Regions from separate parts of the Sus scrofa genome. Here region 2 is linked to region 1. The links are chromatin contacts, called in public Hi-C maps. All regions are on one chromosome and are shown on one strand. Each heading gives the region's core, a stretch centred on a gene start, on an enhancer-like site or on the middle of the called end of the contact. The rest is flanking DNA. Distances are from core to core; before and after follow the strand shown.

Region 1 (4,308 bases), core at 1,178-3,677:
AGGCACCAGCATTTTTATTCTCACAGCAATTACTAGCAAGGCCCAAGCCCCTGCTTTCCTGTCCTTCCATCTCCCTTCTCAACAAGAGAGAAAGTCATTCTGACAGGATGATGCACAGCACGACCAGGCAAGACCTCGCTCCTTCATGAATAAATTAGAGATGAAAGTTTAACTGATCCCCTTGCATTTTTATGGAGGACCTCATCCTAATTTACCTAAATGCTTTGAGTAGAAGGAAAGAAAATGTAAGAGGCTAAGGTGGAAAGGTTAAAATCCATGTTTAAATGGAGTTTTTTTTTTTTTTTTTTTTCCAACACACCACAACACATGGATGCCTGCCACCGTACTGATGATTTCTTACTCAAACATTTAAGGGAGAAACCGAAGAAAGGAAGAATTTTTTTCCCTGCCACTATTGCTTTTTATTTGAGCTGCTGCAGGTGTGACTAATAATTCTTAGTTCAAGAAATTCTGTACAGATAACACACAAACACACACACATATATATATATAAAGCACAGGAATGGAGACCCTGAACCATCTGTATTTAAGATACTATTTTTCTCAGTGGAGCTCAAATTCTATGAAAATGGCACTTTTTTCTTAAAGCACTTGTAGGATATGCTCAGGGGATCCCCGATTTCAGTATGTTCTCCACCAATACATTTTTAGTACTAGGCAGCCATGCCAGGAGATGCAGGCAAATAATATGCAGGAGATGTGGTCAAAATACTAAGTGTTCCCATATAGAATCAGACCCCGTGAGCTGACGGTTTGGGAATCCTGTTTTTGGCAGTGGCTATTACCTGATGCTTCAGAAGCCAGGAATGAATTCGCATGACCCCAGCCCTTAAGAGGTACCCTATAGAAAAATAGGAAATTGGCAAGTAGGATCATAATACAGATTTGCTGAAGTTGTCTTTCCTAGAAATCTTTGCCTTCAGTTCTGCACCTGGTGAGTTTACCTGCAAATATCCTGTGAACTGTTACTGTTTGCAATTGATCATTTAATAGGGAGAAGAGCCCTATGCTCATTCTTGTTCTCTCTGGCCTTTGGCTCCTGAAAAGTTTGCTAAATATTGTGTCCTGATAAATATTTGAATGTGCAAACTTGTCAGGTATGACTGAAACAATAAGGAGTAATACTTTGAAAGACTGGTCAATGAAGGAAATTAAATCATTTCAATCACTTCAATCACTTTTTTTCTTAATGGAAATTTAATATCAGTTGTAAAAAGGCAGAGGATAAAGAGGCAAGTCTATTCATTTTGTAACTCCACTATTCCCTTAAAACTTAAGCAAACTAAAGTTTAAATATATGTTTTATGTTTTAAATTTTGTTTTCCTAGAATAAAATCACTTTGACATCTCATTGCACTTTGTCCTAATAAGGAAAACTCTTGAATCTAGTCCACGGCACACGACATGCACATTTTTACAGAAAACCTTGTGATTTTACTCAAGTTTATCATAATTGTCATATCAGTTTCAAAAATAAACAAATCTCAAGGACAAGATATACTATTTTCATTCCAGTGATTCCAAATTTTAATAACCATTCTAAATTAGTACTAACTAAAAGCTCAGTGTGTGACTGGCGATTCTTATTTTACATTGTGTTTTGTCTTTTTGTTTTTTTTTTTGCTAAAATGACTAATGTTCCTGAAGTATTTACCCCAATCCACCATTAACATTTCTGACATCTTAATTAGCATTTGGGCAGAGCCTAGACCATCTCCACTAAACAGAAGCACAACATTTCAGAGAGTCCCACAGACTAGCTGTGGATATTTTTTGAAAGTTAAAACTCTTTCTTTTCCCTTTCCTTTTGATCATCTTTCTGCAATGGATGGTCTCTCTTTCCTTCCCCCCATTTGTCATTAGAGGAATGTAATTTCAAGACCCTTTTCTTCTACTTGCGACTTCCTCTAAACAAAAGGACACAATAAATAAACACAGGAGATAAGGCAGTTTCTCCCCCTCCCCACTCAACCTCTCCCTTGAAACTGAGCAGCCAGAACCACTTTAGTCCCTCAGATATTGTCCTGAATTAGTATCCATGCCAATGCAGGAGTGTATGATAATAAGAAACACCAAACAGGGGCCGACTGTAATATGTGTTTTGATATATATTATTTTTAGTGTTTTTGGCAAACCTATCTTGCTGAGTATACTGATGAAGTTTGCAAGTAATTGTGTACGCGTTTCTGTGAAAGATAAATGACCTTCCTTCCCAAGGACGCTTGGCCAGGCCTTAATCCTGAGTGTGTGTGTGTGTGTGTGTGTGTGTGTGTGTGTGTGTGTAACTGTTTTTGAAAGCCTGACAAGGCATCTTGATCATTTCCTCATTTTGAGGCCTACCCACAGCCTCGCACACGGCCCCCCTTTCTGAAATGTTATTATTCTGTCGTGAGGCCTTCTTCAGCCAGGATGTTACTTCATTTCCACGTTTTGTCTCAGCCTGAATGTGAATGATGCTCTTTCAGCAATATACAGCCGCTTAAACTCCCTGCTGCTGGCTTACATAAATATACAACACCCGTCTCGCCCTATAACTCACTTTAGGCCTGGAAAAATAGTGACTTCCTTTATTGGTCAGATTCTCTCGCAATTCCCAACAGCTGTATGTTCTCACCTCTGAGGATCCTTATCTTCAAGTTTCCATTTGTCTCAGCACTATTCCAGTGGATTGCCAATAAAAATGATTCCCATTTTTATAACCCTTGAGAACACAGAATCCAGCTTTCCAGAGAAACTGATTTCCGCCCCCACCCCCACAAATAAACAAACAAACAAAACCTCAGTACGACTTACCTAAAAGGCTATTTTGTCTTTAGGAGACATGGTCTTGAAACTGAGTGAGCTGAGGGATTCAGGAAAATGTGAAGTGTGGGCTTTAAACCCAGTAATTATATTCAAGAAAATCTGTGTTTATTTTCTCCCTCAAGAGAACAAATTGGGAGATACGGCATGTAATCATTAAAATAACATGTGTTCAGAGGTGTATTTCATAGCCATATATGTAAGAGACTCTATAGAAAAGGAAAACCACCTTGGTATTACATTATTCGTTTATCTTCATTAATAAATTAACATTACTTCCCGGGCTTCTGAACTGAAAATTATTTTTAAATGGGTGGGTTCTTTGAATTTATTTATTAAAGGACATGACGTAGGAAAGGAAAAAAAAGTGCCTTTAAACTTGAAATTGTTACGCAGTTGAAAGGTAATATAATGGATATAGGCACCTAATTTAGTTAGATGCCAGTGAGTCATGGACTTGGGCAAAGGCTCTGTTTACTGCTGTGGCATTTGGGACAGCTTGCTGTTTATCTGAACCTCAGTTACTGCTTCTGTCAAATGGGGGCTAACTCCCTCCCTCTCATGTTTTGAGGATTAAAAAAAGAAGAGATGGACTCACCAGTGAAATACAATATGAACAACATACAGATTTCTTGCTACTTGTTTCCCTCTGTAATAAAGTTGCGGTTACTATCGGCAAGTTTTAAATAAAAGTGTTCTGGAAGATTAGGGGCATGAAATGAAGAAAATGAGTAGTGTGGGTACTTGCACTGGAGCCACAAAACCACATACTAAAGGGAAGGGCAAGACTATTAAATACTAATGTGTCAAAGCTTCACTTAAAAAAAAAAAAAAAAGATGTGAATTCAAGGAACAGGGAAATTACCAGATTAAAGTGAGTGATACCCCTCTTTTATGACCTTGCAAGTCTCAATAGGAGGAAGAAAGATGATTGCAGACTTGCAGCATGCGTTAGCGGAAGGGACTGTGTGGGAGCTGAGTGCCCAGTGGAAACTGACAATTGTTACTCTCTGTTGCAAAACTCTGGCTTTGGGATTTGTTTTCCTTTCCTGCTCCCTCTGTCCAACTTCCCCTCCAATCCCCGCCTCCACCAAAGCATGAATGATTATTTTGGAAAGTCACCTAGCTGTGTTCCACACATTCAACTTGCTCCCAAAGACAGCTCCAAATGAACTCCAATGATCCTTTCAACATGTATGCTCGATATGTCCTAGAAATGTGCACGCTCCTCCTTCTTACTCTCTCTTCCTGGATGTTTGTGCAGGAGTTGCTTTTTATAAATTCTCCTCAGCACTCTCAAATCAGCCCCAAATCTCCAAAACTGTCTCTTTGAGAGGGAGGTGATTGTAATCTTATAGCCCACATCATTGAAGGCAGCCCAGTCTTGTATTGCCCATTTCCTCAAACAGCTGTGGGTAGAACTTAACATTTTCTTAGGGTCAAATGTTCCCTTGTCAGTGGGGAAATTTTTCTGCTCTAAATGAA
Region 2 (4,308 bases), core at 779-3,278, 86 kb after region 1:
TGGCCTTTAGAATAAAACAAGGAGTTAGTTTAGGGGTGGAGAGTAAATAACCAAGCATTTACATTTGATTAAATCTATAGGACACTTTGAAGTTGGTCTGGAATAACAAGGATGTGCTTCTCTTCAGTTCATTCCTTGGAATGTAGCTGTTTCCTTTGAAAACTGAATGGGAGACCCTGGAGAGGAAACAGTATGAGGAAGACCATCTGGAAGGGCAGGAAAGAAGATCTTGGGGAAAACTATCAAAAGTTCTCCGGAGAGGAGCTTCCCTGCTGCAAGTCAAGCTCCCCCTTCCAAAGTGTTCAAATTCAGCATCGCCCTGCCCCTCTTCTCCACACCCCCTCCCCACCCGCAGCCCACCCCCAGTGCCTCAGAGGATCCTCGTTGCAGGAAAGATGAGGAGGTCCTGGTCAGGCCTGAGGGAAATTTGGACATCAGCTTGAGACCAGCTTTCCCTCTCACCTACCATGTGAAACCTCTACTCTTGTCAGAAAAGAAAGCCCATGTCCTGCATAACTGATTCTCTTAAGAAGAGAGTACATCTAATTTGGTGATGTAGCGAGTGGATAACCAGGTGACTTTTACCTTCCAGTGACTTTGGGCCCAAATTCAGAATATCACTTTACACTTTTGCCAAAGAATATGATAAAGGAAGGGCCAGAAAGAAAATGAGCATTATAGAGTACGGCTCCTCAAATCCTGATCTTCAAAGATATGGAAAAATATATGTCACAGTACTACAGCACAAATACCTGTCACTCACTCCATCCAGCTGTGACAGTGTTCCCATGATAGGATTAACAGATGTGCTTCTTGGAATTCAGCTTGTTTCTCCCTCATCTTTAGGTATTTAAAGGGGATATTTTCTATTTTGTTTTCAAGAATGAATTTCTCCCTCCTTCAATTATCCTAGATATAACAATGTTAAAGATAGGTCTTGGAATTTCATCAAAAATCCTAAATGATTATTTCAGCTTTTTCAACTTTTTCCTCTTCAAAAATCATTCAACAAAGCAACTAATTAGTAAATACATAGGCAGACTTGAGATTCACTATTCCTTCCCCATGTTTTCTTCAGAAGTAATAAAACACATTTTTAAAAATAGCAGAAAAATAAAAGAATAGAAAAGTTGGATGGAAAAAAGTTAATCAAATCACTGAATAATATTCATAGATTGAAAACTCAATTCTGAAGGGAAAGATGAATAACAATGGGATCTTTTGAGTGTCAGGTGTTCATTTAATCTCCACAATAGAGTTAATACTTATGAGGTACAAATGAGGATAGGAAGAGCTGGCAAGTGCCCGACCTGAGGTTGGAAGCTAAGATTTTTTTCTTTTTTTTAACTTGAAAGACTGAACTCTCAAGACTGCTGCTTCAAGAGTTGGTTGCATGTATCATAAGATCATGTAATGACCTTGACATCTACACATTCTGTTTAGAAGAATGCGTAGATCTGTGTATCTTATCTATGTCCTAACAGAAGGAGGCCCATCCAGAGACCAGGCTGTCTGTGAGCAGAGTGTCAGCCTTCAACATGTTCTCCAATCACCTGGGGTTGTGTTAAGAGGCAGATTCTGATTCAGCAGGTCTAAGATAGGGTCTGAGGTTCTGCATTTCTAGCAAGTTCCCTGGTGATGGTGAAGCTGTAGACCCAGAGCCTACCCCTTAAACTACCAGGGAAAAATATTAAATGGACAAGGAATTTAAGGAGCCATAAAAAGATTTAGGATGCTGAAGGACCAGGAAAGAGGTTTAGGATAAGGAACTGACCTTATTAAAATTAAAACTAGGCTTTCCTAGGGGAATTCCTTCTGTGGATTTCAAAACCATTTGAAAAGCACGTTAGGAGCTGGTATACACTTCTGGTTGTCTTTCTACATTAACAAACTTGGGGTTCTCTACCCACACACAGGTCCATTGAAGTCCACAGCTGTTTTGTTTGGACAGGCTGGTACAAAGCCTGAACTTGCACACAAAGAGTTTATCATCAACACGGACCTTTCTCTGACAGCTGTCTTCCTGCCCAGCCCCAGGGCCCTGGCCAAAGGAAAGGGAAAGGGCTGAGGAAAGAAGCTGTGCTGTCAGCAAGCTGTGGTAGTTGCCTGGCTTCAAGAGCTGCGAGAATCACACACACACACACACACACACACACACACACACACACACACACCAGACTGAAGATCGGAGAATAAGGATTGAATAAATAGTTTGACAAATCTATTGGTTTTGTCCATATAAGCTGCTGGAGAAGCAGGGACTGTATTTCCTATAATAAAACAAGGAATTTCTACAAAGCACAAGGTCTGATTTCTCAGTCCTACTTTAAAATCTGCTGTGGGTATACGTGTCCACAAAGGAACAATATGTATCCCACCAGCATAGGGTTAGGCACATGAAATGAGTATTAGGCAGAGGAGCGCCACATCTAGTAGAACCGATAAAAATCAGGGTCCTTGTCCGCTGTGTAAACTGAGAGGAAGAGGCGCCTTCCCCGACTTCCTTTGGGGAAGGTTTGTTTTGTGCTGGTGAACTGCTCCCCCTGGTGGATCAACAACTGATTAAGTTTGTGATTCCAGATTGCAGGGAACAAACATGCTTTGGCGAAAACTGGGCGGTTTCAGGTATAGAGACATTCGCTCCAGGAAAAAACTAACTTTCGAGCACCTAAAATAAACTGAATGCCTAGCTTGGTCTTGGACTGACGCTGAGCTTATTTCTCTTGCAAAGTACAGCGTTTGTCTCCCCCAACACCGTCGTCCTTACCATGCGTGTTCTCATTACGGTTGTTTTGAAATCATGAGTTTGTGCTGACTCAAGCGACGTGGATAACTCTAAGTTCTGTATTTCATTTTCTTCTCCTTTAAAAATAACTCTGGACTGGACAAACAACCTCAGAGCAGGGAGAACATTTTGCTGTGAAATCATTCATTTCCCATACTTCCTGTCTACTTCACTGCTCTCTAAGAGGTGGTCTTGACGACTGTGGTTAATTTATGCCTACATCCCTTGTTCTTAGTACCTGCCCTCAAGATAAAGGTGAGTTTTACAGTTTTCCAAAGATCATCTTTCTACCAATATTACATATTTTGATGGCAAGAAAGTTCATGTTGTTATTTGCCTTAAAGAGGCCTGCCAGAGAGAGAGGGGAAAAATTGCAGGTCAGGAAGAGATGAAAATCTATGGTAACTCTCTCACTCTTTCGAACATTCTGCGAGTCACACTGCAGCCTCAGTCCAAACAGTTTATAAGCTAAATAAAGAGGTATTTTAAATATTTATTTAACAAGACATATTTTAAATAACCTACATATGTAAATAGAGCGTTCTTAGCCTGTACATTATTGCAAGGTCGATTCTCATGTTCTGATATATAATTAATTACTGGTTTATTCCTCTGTAAACCGAAGCAGAGAATAAATCAGCGATGCCAGGTCACCAATGTCAGCAAAAAATTGTAATACCCTCTTGTCGATGGGTCTGTGGAAGGGGAGCTGAGACTGTAAAATCTATGGTGGTGATGGACCAAATTATGTCCAAATGGCAAGTTTCTATCCCAATTTTAGTTGCTTTCTCCTGAAGTCTAGGCTTTCTTCTGTGCTATCTAGGTGGGCATGGAATGCACATATCCTAATTTAAAAGAAACTTGGAAAAGCATATGCAATGTGATCTATGCATTTTATGAGGTAGAGTCACCTAAAGTAAATGCATACCATGAGCATTTTCAGCAGCATTATTATAGTTAGAAACAAAAACAACACAAATACCAATCATTTGGATAATTTCTAGGTAGTTGAAAATATGAATATCTTTAAAGCAAATTTCATGCTTCCGTTTTTAATTTTTGAGGAAAAAAATACATGCATACATTTTTTCTTCTCTGCTTAAAATGAGTGTCTGTCTTTTCAATTTTCCCACTGAAAAAGAAAAAAAGAAAAATAATTTTATCCTAGACCTGATTGTTTCTAGATGGGAAAAACAAGGGACAAACTTATGTGGCTGCAGAAAGCTGTGGAAGGTTTGTGCTAAAGGAATCCTAAGAAAAGAGTTTTGTGCATAGTCAAGACTGATTAAGATTAAATTGCATTTAATTAAATAAATAAATTTTGTTATTAAAAGTAAACTAATACAAAAATGAATAAATTTTTCCACTGAAAACTTCTAAAGGATGAAAATGTTGCATCTTGAATTTGTTATGAAAATAAAGACATCTCTCTAGGGAAGAAAAATTAAACAAAAAACATGGCTTTTTTTTTTCTTTTTAGATTTACTTTCTGATGATATAAAATGAGTAATCATCTCAAGTAC

Evidence for each region. Hi-C and Micro-C count contacts between places; a contact is called where the count stands out from the background.
Region 2: a contact with region 1 is called in a Hi-C map of liver, with 4 times the contacts expected there. The contact joins two enhancer-like sites. A contact is called at or near these places in 3 of 47 Hi-C or Micro-C datasets (embryonic fibroblasts, epiblast stem cells and liver).

What each region holds. Positions count from the first base shown.
Region 1 is chr7:84,008,419-84,012,726 of Sscrofa11.1, forward strand. No RefSeq gene overlaps it. Among named protein-coding and RNA genes, the nearest start is that of NR2F2, 920 kb to the left of the region's middle. Within about 2 kb of position 2,428, at least 19 of the 83 cell types and tissues checked have an H3K27ac peak or open chromatin away from gene starts, as enhancers often do. A contact at or near this core is called in liver, where this site is marked.
Region 2 is chr7:84,095,188-84,099,495 of Sscrofa11.1, forward strand. No RefSeq gene overlaps it. Among named protein-coding and RNA genes, the nearest start is that of MCTP2, 870 kb to the right of the region's middle. Within about 2 kb of position 2,029, at least 28 of the 83 cell types and tissues checked have an H3K27ac peak or open chromatin away from gene starts, as enhancers often do. A contact at or near this core is called in liver, where this site is marked.